2 separate regions of the Mus musculus genome follow, and region 1 is linked to region 2. Evidence: chromatin contacts called from public Hi-C data. All regions are on one chromosome and are shown on one strand. Each heading gives the region's core, a stretch centred on a gene start, on an enhancer-like site or on the middle of the called end of the contact. The rest is flanking DNA. Distances are from core to core; before and after follow the strand shown. Region 1 overlaps Xkr9 (X-linked Kx blood group related 9). Region 2 holds the start of Lactb2 (lactamase, beta 2).

What was found. A called contact is a pair of places that touch in the nucleus more often than the background predicts.
Region 1: a Hi-C map of liver shows a contact between it and region 2, with 3 times the contacts expected there. The contact joins the enhancer-like site here to the promoter of Lactb2 in region 2. A contact is called at or near these places in 3 of 39 promoter capture datasets (liver and macrophages), 1 of 15 datasets of contacts at CTCF or cohesin (the G1E-ER4 cell line), 9 of 484 Hi-C or Micro-C datasets (embryonic stem cells, liver and muscle stem cells), 5 of 115 datasets of contacts at active chromatin or transcription factors (embryonic stem cells, hepatocytes, intestinal villus epithelium and 1 more) and 1 of 9 other capture datasets (pancreatic islet).

What each region holds. Positions count from the first base shown.
Region 1 is chr1:13,693,766-13,699,107 of GRCm38.p6, reverse strand. All of the region lies in intron 3 of Xkr9 (X-linked Kx blood group related 9), which reads right to left. Among named protein-coding and RNA genes, the nearest start is that of Xkr9, 28 kb to the right of the region's middle. Within about 2 kb of position 3,202, at least 2 of the 459 cell types and tissues checked have an H3K27ac peak or open chromatin away from gene starts, as enhancers often do. A contact at or near this core is called in hepatocytes and liver, where this site is marked.
Region 2 is chr1:13,657,508-13,662,617 of GRCm38.p6, reverse strand. It overlaps Lactb2 (lactamase, beta 2), which reads left to right and starts at 2,109. Exons shown (of 7, transcript NM_145381.2): 1 at 2,109-2,289. The coding sequence starts at 2,168.

The DNA of each region.
Region 1 (5,342 bases), core at 1,953-4,452, 35 kb before region 2:
TAATCATAACGACATCAGTAGGGCTTGTGTTGGCTTGGGGCTATTTTTTTTTAACCTCTCAGAAACTATATCTTCTTCTTTTAGAGCATTTTTGCTTCCTGTAATTAGCATTTGCCTTCCTTCACACTTGATTTCTGTCTCCCACACTCTGAGAAGTCATCAAAACTGATGACTCCTGTTTGTGAGACTCAGAAAAGCCCTCAGGGTACAAACGCCTTATTAGTTCTAGTCAGGCTGAGAGCATTCCCACTTCCATATATTACATCAGATATTTTTCTGAGAGCATCCTCAGTTCCATATGTTACCTCAGATATTTTGCATTTAGGAAAGTCTTTCTAAGTATCGTATACAATGCCATGTTTTCAGTGGAAGGGTTGCCTATGAATCCTTTAGTCCTTAAGTGAGAAAGCTGATGCTCATAGCCTACTTCCCATCTACTTCCCATGCTGAGTGGAGAGATGAGTTCCCAGACAGCAGGGCAGGAGAGGTCCTGGGTGGGCAGATGTTCCCTGCTGGAGCTTAGAACAGACTCATTTTGCTCAGTGAATGGCTGCCCTTCTCCATATCTGAACAGATGTAGCCTCTGAGTTGTGAGGAGAGGGTCTCCACTGACACCATCCTGCCATGCTTAGCAAACTGAGAAGCAACAAGCACTCCTTTTCCATGTGCCTTAGGGTACTCAGTGCAGCCACTACCCAGAGCTAGAATAAACAAGATGGTATACTATGTTAAGATGACAGACAACCCAGGAGGACTTCAGACTAAATTCTTCCAGGCTCTGCCCACCCTCCACACCCTCTGCCCAAAGATTGAAATATAGATAAAATTGGACTTTGGAGCCTGAGTCTGTCATCCTGCTCTTTCATGCAGCTGGGCCAATCAGTGATCAAAGAAACCAACCTCATCACTATTGGCCCTTTGCCACTAATGACTTTGTAACTAGAGAACTCACAACTCCCCCTTTTTCAGACAACCCTCAAGATTTAATTTCTTAGAGATAGTCCTCTTCACCCCACTTAAGATGATTTCGAAGAACCCTTGTAGTTCTCCTCACCACAGACAGAGGCCAGGAAAGAGGCCAGGAAACTGGTTCCTGGTCCCACAGAGGAACTCACCAAGCAGCTATTGATACTAGCTTTTCTTAATCCACCCAGATTGGGACTTGAACACCACTAAAGATAGAGAGACTCTTAATCTGCCAGGTTCTGTTGGCAGATGTCAAAGCAGCTGAAAGACAGCCACTAATTTGGCCAAAGACAATGCAAAAGAGCAATAGTTCTAGCCTTTATTAACTAGACAACCCCAGATATCAGGAAACTCCAAAGGGTTCAAGAACAAGAAACTGGAATTTAAAAGATAATGACCAAAAAAAAAGTGTTTAATAAAGACAGAAAAATAGGGAAAAAAAGACAGGTAGAAGAGCAAAAGAAACAGACTCATGATCCGACAAAGATTCTGTTAGCAGCCATAGCCAAACCAAAAGACTCTAACAGATGGCTGAAACAAATGGCTTCTAGAAACCAATACTCAGGGCTCTGGTGCTGGGCCCATGGCCTACCAGTAGAGGGCACGTCTAACACAAATGACTTCTACAAAAAAAGATAAGAGGGGCCCTAAGGACCAAAAACACCCCCACTTAGAAAAAGAACAATGCACTTATTATAAAAGGGAAGAAGAGGAGGAGGAGGAGGATGAAGATGCAGCATCCACTGGGTCAGAAAATGCCCCAGGGGTAAGGGGAGCCTATTCAAACCTTGGCCTTAAAAGATGCCCAGGATGATGCTGAAAATAGAGAAAAAACACACTAGCTTCCTTAGGGCTAATAAAACTTACAGTTTACAAATGACCTCCTGGTAACAACATAAACCAAACAAAAATGTCTAAAAAAAAAAAAGCCCTATTCTGTCAACCACAGGTGACCTCCCTAGATCCAGGGGCCTGAAAAAAATTTCTACACCAGCTTTGGGGTCGCCAAAAGTGACTAGTTTTTCCATCTCCTCATGGATGAGAGATCGGGGCCCTGGCACCAGCCAATGGCCTCCCTGTCAAAGACATTGGACCCCGTTGCCAGAAGCAGAACCCTCTGTTAACACATCAACAAAGCTACAGCCTCCTGCTTAAGGATGCTAAGAAACTGTCACTGAGCCAAAGCCTGACCATAGCCAATACCAAAATGACTCATTACCAGTCTCTCCTCTTAAAGCCCCCTTTCAGGCTCCAGATGCCCTAAGCTCAGCTAGTCTGCTGCCTAACCCAGACATCAAAGGACCACTACATGACTGCTTGGACAGTTAGGTCCACATCCATGGGACTAGACCAGATTTTCAGACAGCCTCATTCAGTATGAACAGAGGTATGCTGGGACAGTGTTCAAACACCAAGTGTCATTTGGGCAGAGCCACTCCTGACAAGAATGTCAGCCCAAAAAACTGACCTAATAGCTCTAACCAAAGTGCTAGGGGAAAAAAAAAAAAGACCAGAGACACTGATAGCCAGTATGTCTTTACTACCACTCACATCCATGGGGCTGTTTATAGGGAGAAAGGCCTTCTGATGACAGAAGAAAAGAATATCAAGAAAAAAAAATCCTCTCCTTACTAAGGGCTCTATGGGGGCCTAAAAAGCTGGCCATCGTTCACTACTTGAGATAGCAGAAAAAGAAAAAAAAAAAAAAAAAAAAAAACAAAGATCCAGTTTCAGATGAAGCAACCTGTCCCACTGCCTCTTGCCCCTGACTCCCCTGGATCTAAAAGATTCTATACTCCATGATCACCCTGAATATTCAAAAGATGACATAATCTGGACTAGAAACTTGCTCATGTCCAAACATTAGGGCAGGTGGTAGAAAATAGCAGATTACCAACCCATATGACAGAAGAAATGAGACTACACATATTTCAAGAGATCCACCACTCCTCCCACATGGATGTCCGGAAAATACAGGAATTGATATCAAGATTAAAGATATTAACTCAAAAATAACTAAGATTGACTGATTCCTGTGCTACAGCACTACACACCCAAATACTGCCAGAAAAGGACTAGCCTCCCAGGAGTGTGGACAAGCCTGTGAGCACAGGTAAGACCACCGCTTCTGTTCAGAGGTACCTGCCTAGAATCCTCAGGACACAGGAACTGAGGAGGAGCCTGGCACAGGAGTGTTCCAATTTCCCTCTGTGCCCGGAGCTGATCCTGTGCCACAGTGCTAACATTCCCAAATACCGCCAGGAGAGAACTAGCCTCCCGGGAGTGCCAATGCACCTGTGAGAACAGGAGGGACAAGCCACAGTCAGAGACACCTCATGGTACCTTTTCCGAAATTGACTATTTAATCAGTCACAAAACAGGCCTCAACAGATACAAGATGACTGAAATAATCCCATGCACCCTATCAAATCACCATGGACTAAGGCTGGTCTTCAATAGCAACAAAAACAACAGAAAGCCCACTTGCACATGGAGCTGAACCATGCCGTACTCAAAGATGACTTAATAAAGGAAGAAATAAAGAAAGAAATTAAAGACTTTTTAGAGTTTAATGAAAACAAAGGTACAACATACCCAAACTTATGGGACACAATGAAAGCAGTGCTTAGAGGAAAACTCATAGCTCTGAATGCCTCTTTTTTGAAACTGAAGAGAGCATACGCTAGCAACTTAACATCACACCTGAAAGCTCTAAAACAAAAAGAAGCAAATGCACCCAAGAGGAGTAGACGGCAGGAAATAATCAAACTCAGGGATGAAATCAACCGAGTAGAAACAAAAAGAATCAAAGAATCAACAAAACCAGGAGCTGATTCTTTGAGAAAATCAACAAGATAAATAAACCCTTAGCCAGACTAACCAGAGGGCACAGAGACAGTATCCAAATTAACAAAATCAGAAAGGAAAATGGATATATAACAACACAAGTTGAAGAAACTAAAAAAAGTATCAGATCCTACTATAAAAGCCTATACTTAACAAAACTGGAAAGTCTGGATGAAATGGACAATTTTCTAGACAGATAACAAATACCTAAGTTAAATCAGAATCGGATAAGCCATCTAAACAGTCCCATAACCCCTATAGAAATATAAGCAATCATTAAAAGTCTTCCAACCAAAAAAAAAAAAAAAATCCCAGGACCAGATGGGTTTAGTGGAGAATTCTATCAGACCTTCAAAGAAGACCTAATACCAATGCTCTCAAACTAGTCAACAAAATAGAAACTGAAGGATCACTACCCAATTCTATGAAGCCACAGTTACACTGATAACAAACCTCACAAAGATCCAACAAAGAAAGAGAACTTCAGACCACTTTCCCTTATGAATATGAGTGCAAAAATACTCAATAAAATTCTTACAAACTGAATCCAAGAACACATCAAAACAATCATTCACCACAATCAAGTAGGCTTTGTCTTAAGGATGCAGTGATGGTTCAATTTACAGAAATCCATCAACGTAATACACTACATAAACAAACTCAAAGGAAAAAAAAAAACCACATTATCATTTCATTAAATGCTGAAAAAGCATTTGACAAAATTCAACACCCTTTCATGTTAAAAGTCTTGGAAAGTCAGGCGAGGTGGCGCACTCCTATATTCCCAGCACTTGGGAGTCAGAGGCAGGCAGATTTCTGAGTTTGAGAAAAACCAAAAAAAAAAAAAAAAAAAAAAAAGACAAGAAAAAAGAAAAAGAAAAACAAACAAACAAACAAAAAGTCTTGGAAACGGGGCCTAGCAAACACAGAAGTGGATGATCACAGTCAGCTATTGGATGGATTACAGGGCCCCCAATGGAGGAGCTAGAGAAAGTACCCAAGGAGCTAAAGGGATCTGCAACCCTATAGGTAGAACAACATTATGAACTAACCAGTACCCCGGAGCTCTTGACTCTAGCTGCATATGTATCAAAAGATGGCCTAATCGGCCATCACTGGAAAGAGAGGCCCATTGGACTTCCAAACTTTATATGCCCCAGTACAGGGGAATGCCAGGGCCAAAAAGTGGGAGTGGGTGGGTAGGGGAGTGGGTGGGAGGGTATGGGGGACTTTTGGGATAGCATTGGAAATATAAATGAGGAAAATACCTAATAAAAAGTATAAAAAAATAAATAAATAAATTTGAAAAAAGAAAAAAAAAGCCTTGGAAAGATCAGGAATTCAAGGCTCATACCTAAACATAGTAAAAGCAATATACAACAAACAAGTAGCCAATATCAAAGTAAATGGAGAGAAACTTGAAGCAATCCCACTAAAATCAGGGACTAGACAAGGATTCCTTCTCTCTCCCTGTTTAATCAATATAGTACTTGAAGTTCTGGCTAGAGCAATTAGACAACAAAAGGAGG
Region 2 (5,110 bases), core at 860-3,359:
GACAATAAACTATTTAGAACCATGCATGAACTGTTTCTTTTATCAAGATCTACCATAGTAAGTCATGAAAAAGGCATTCAACTACAGAGACACAACTTAATTCTCCTGCAAAAAGCCTCTCTGCACGTCCAATGACAACCACTATGAAGCCTGCCTCTGCCAATCTGAGGACAATCACCCATGGGACAAGCCAGAGCTCCCCTTTCTCCTCCCCCACCCCCACCCCTGGATTAGACACTGGTCCCAACTCTGTGGGCCTCCAAATCTGTTCTTGGCTCTTCTGTGATTGATTCTCAGCTGTGCCTGGATGTATGTCCAAAAGTCTGAGAAACCCACAGCCCTGGCCTCATCGCAGGCCCAGGGACCCCAGAACCAGTTCCAGCTTTCCCACATCTCAGACTGTGGTTTCCCACCCCTGAAGCTGTGTCTTGGTGCTTCCCTACAGCACTGCACCCATCCCACCAGCTGTAGACACAGTCAAACTCTCCAAGAGGCCATGCCCAGCGGACGCAGACCAACATATATCCATGCACTAGACTCCACTCAAGTAAGCATGCAGTCGCATACTTCACAGAGAAAGACAGCCTTACTGGGTTGTCCCAGACTGTCCACCCAGGTTTTTCTTCTACATAGTGAATTCAGTCTTGGTTGTGTGCCTCAGCATTTGCTGGAGGAGCCATATTCCTAAAAGGAGTAGGCTAAGGTAGTGAATACACTCTACATCTCTTTTGTGGTATATATTCATCATAATTTGATGGATATCTTAGGATCTGTGCATTTTCTTATAAGTAACTTATAACTAAAAATTTTAAAGTGGGAAGCAATGCTTAATACTTGCTGATTGGGAAAGGCAGAGAAAATTGGAAAAGACAGAGCAATTATATCACTTTCACCTTGGACACTAAACCAACCTATTTCCCTTGGCAAGGGTAGGATAGAGAGGAGATAAACAAGCCCCTCCACTCTGCGCAGATAGCACCATGTGCTCATGTAAAACAAGTGGAAGCAGAGCTTGGCTCTCCCAAACTCCAATTTACATTTATAAAATGGGGGGAAATTGTGCCTGTTAAGAGTTAAGAACTGCCGGGTGGTGGTGGCGCACGCCTTTAATCCCAGCACTTGGGAGGCAGAGGCAGGCATATTTCTGAGTTCAAGGCCAGCCTGGTCTACAAAGTGAGTTCCAGGACAGCCAGGGCTACACAGAGAAACCCTGTCTCGAAAAAAAAAAAAAAAGAGTTAAGAACTACGTGGGATTTTAAGAGTAGATAACTAATGGGGTTTGGGGCGATAGATCAGTTATTAAAGTGATTGCCTTATAAGCACGACAAGCAGAGGCTGATCCCCCAGAACCTATGTAAAAATGTGGGGCATGGTGTCTCATTTTTATAATGCCTGTACTGGGGAGATGGAGACATGGGAATCTCTGGGGCTGTCAACCGCTGGCCAGTCTGGCCTGGGTGGCAAGTCAACACTGGTGAAGGGTATGCACAGTTCCTGAGTCACCTGAAATTGTCAAATTGTCTTCTGGCCTCTGCAGATATGCACAGTCGCTTTTATTTTCTTTCTTTCTTTTCTTTACTTTTTTTTTTTTTTCCTGTTGTTGAGGATTAAAAAGTAATGTTCGGAGGTGGCCCTTGGCTAGACGCACACAGGTACAAGTAAGCATTGGTTGCCATCATTTATTGTAAAAGGTAAGCTATTCTTCAAATCACCAGCCTGCCATTCCTTCCTAAGTTGGTGACTCAGTAAATACTCCCCATACCTGCCTAGCTTGTGACCTTCCCTCCCCCACTTCTGGAGGTTAACTTCAATGAAGTAACTGCATTCTTCTTTATGGATATGTAAAGCTACTTGGAAACAAGGCTCAGAGACACAAGAAGCTCAGCGACGGAGCCGGCTGAGGCCAGTGCGGGCGGGTCAGGCCACCTCATGCCACAGTCACCGCGAACTCATCCCTCCACCCCACCCCCGTCACTTGGCTGACGGGCGTGCCAGCAAGTCGTAAGATAGTGGCCGCCAATCCGCTCCGGGCCACTGAGCGAAGTCCCACGTGATCCGCGCCGGGCCTGACGTCACGAGACCGCCGCCCTGCCCTCCGAGCCTGAGGTCGCAGCACGCTGAGTGACTTGGAATTCGGGTGCCGGCGGTCACCGAGGTAGATAGAGAGATGGCTGCCGCTCTGCAGCGCATCGAGCAGCTGTCCAGTCGGGTGGTGCGCGTGTTGGGCTGCAACCCGGGTCCCATGACCCTGCAAGGCACCAACACGTACCTGGTGGGGACCGGCAGCAGGTAAACGCCACCCCCGAGCCCCCGCAGCTCACGCAGTCACGTGGCAGGGAGGCAGCGAGAGGCCAGGCTAGCCCCCAGCGCGTCCCCGAGCTCTGCGGAGGACAGAGGGTGTAAGAAAAGCACAGGCTTCCCAAGTCTGACTCACAGTTTACTTGCTGTCTCGCTGCCCGCAGGTGGTGACCGAGTGAGTTTACCGTAGCCTGTGTGTTAGTGCACACTTGAAATCCAGTGTTTGGAACGCAGAGGCAGGAGGTCGCCCCCAGTACGAGGCCATCCTAGGCTACATAGCCACTTTCAGGCTTGGTTGGGTCATATAACTAGGCCCTTAAAAGTTTACTGTAAGCAATTGACTATACTAAATCCAGTCTCTTACAGTAGAGGGCAGAATTTGCTTCTAGTTCAACCGGAGTCTAAACCCGACAGAGCAACCCAGCCTGTGGGTAGGAGAAACTAACTCTTGCTTTTTCTACTAATCGTGTATGACAAGCATATCTTGTTTGCGTTTAAAGTCTCTATTATATTAACTCTTCTAGAGTAAAGGATATTTACAAGCATCGGACTCTAAAAGTAGACATAAAAGGTTTAGCCCAGAGTGAATCAGGCCAGGGGAAAGTACGGGACCTTTAGGCTTCCGGCATGCTTTTAGCAGCAGAGTGCCTAACCTCTAGAGTATGGTCTGAGCCCAGGACAATCTCTTCGATGTGCCACTTTAAACCCATTCTGAAGTCAGCACCTAAGCCGGAAATTGCAAATAGTCTGAATAACCCTGGAGAATGCCCTGCTGGAGTTTGCTGTATGGTTCCAGGACATTCAACACAGCCTGCTTTTCTTCGAGGGTTAAAATAGATGGCTGGTTTCTATGCAAACTGGATGAAGAAGTTACTAAGATGAACAGTTGCTAAGCACAAATGTTCACTGGAATCATATATTGTACTTAAGTAATAGTTTTATTTTTATAGGCTCTTTAGGTAGTAAGTAATGGTAAAATAATTAACGTGCAGATGATGCTACTCAAACTAAAGGGTGATTAGAAACAAATATTAACTGGGTCCAAAGCAGATGTTCAAGACTTGTGTCCACTGCTCCGCATCACAAAAAGGTCTAAGATGATAGGTGGCACTATATCATTGAACTCATTTTTACACTTCTGTTTCTGCTAACTTTGGGGCTCATTGGCCAATCCCTCCTTGCTGACACAACATCCTCTCTAGCTGCTGGTCTCTCATTCTCCATCTTTATCAGAGTTTTGTACTTCTCTAAATGCAATCCTAACTTCATGCTATTCAGTTACAGTTGTGTGTCATGCATGCGTATGTGTGTGTGCAAGTGAGTGTGTATGTGTGTGTGTGTGTGTTTTCTTAACTCTCCCCCATTACCTGTGCTCTTCAGACTGAACCCTACTAAAGTGAAGCACAGGCCTTCCTGAGTTGATCTTATAAACAGAACCATCACTGTATTTGAGCAAACAAAACGCTTAAACACTCCTTAACATTTTTCTCCTCCTGGCACACATCCAAGCCATCTTGGCAATGTGGTTTTGACTTCTATTAACCCATTCAGTTCTTGCATAGATGTCTGCACTAACCTCCTAACTGGGTTACCTGCCTCTGCTTTTATCCCTCAGCCCATTCTCCCAAAGGCAGCCATCTTGTTCACCCTCTGGCCCAGCCATGCAGCCTTCCTAGTGTCCCAGATGAGGCATATTTCGCCCTCCAGACTTTAAGTTCTCTTCCGATTTTTTCCACTTCACTCACTCTTTAGAGCTCACGTAAAATGTCAGTTCCTTGTGGAAGTTAGCCCTGACCTCTTAGACAATATTGTAATGCACTGTAGGTTTTGTGGTGTTTATCTCAACTGTAGTTTTTGGTTTTTGGTTTTAAGTTTAAGGTCTGTAATGTATGAAATCCACTGTCTCTCTCTACTTGGTTATCCCACTGTAATGGAAGATGAGCCAAGGTTTATTTTCATATTCCCAGCCCCAAGCCTTGGACAGCAGAAGTGGCATAGTGAATCCTTACTGAATATTTGCTTACATTTTTTTTCTCTTAATTTTTGCTTTTGTTTGCTTCTTGGAGTACTGACAGCTTTAGCTGTCCTTTGTCCTTTGTTCTGGTCAATTTGTAGACATCACAGTTCACTAAAACCCTGGTAGACCTACCCTGACATTAAAATGCCCTTACTCAATAGTCTTTTCCAGGGTATATAACAGTCTTCCTCTGTTCAAGAGCCACTGATGGCTGAAATTCTAACCTTCCCTGTCTAAATGACTTTGAGGACAGATTTTGTGTACTATAGCAGAAGAAAGGGCCGTATAATTTAAGCTATTTTCAGTGTGGATATTACTTTGAGAACTTCGTATTTTGAGTACTGTATTTATAGGATTTGTTCCTCCCTGTCCTTCCTCCAACTTCTCTCCGATTCGTGGACTCTTTTATGTAAGTGTCATGGTTACATATATAATTATATAAACACCACCTGCTGAGTGCTTTCTTTATTGCTCCTATGCATCTGTTTAGGACTGACCACTTACTATGGTGTGTGTGTGGGTGGGGGCTCCCTGGAGGATTCACTGATTCTTCCCAGCACCATTGACTGCCTGTAGCTCTTTCTCTAGGGCTGCAGCCTTGTGAGACTTCTTCCATCCATGTTAGCATGTCAGCTGCTATTGTCATTTTTCAGGTCTTGTTTAGCCAGCGATCATATGGTTGAAATTTCATGAGTGTTGTATGTGGAAAACACTGTCTTGGAGCAGACATCCTGATTCTCTTGCTTTTACAAGTCTCCCCAGCCACCTTCCTCAGTATTCTCCAACCCTACATGT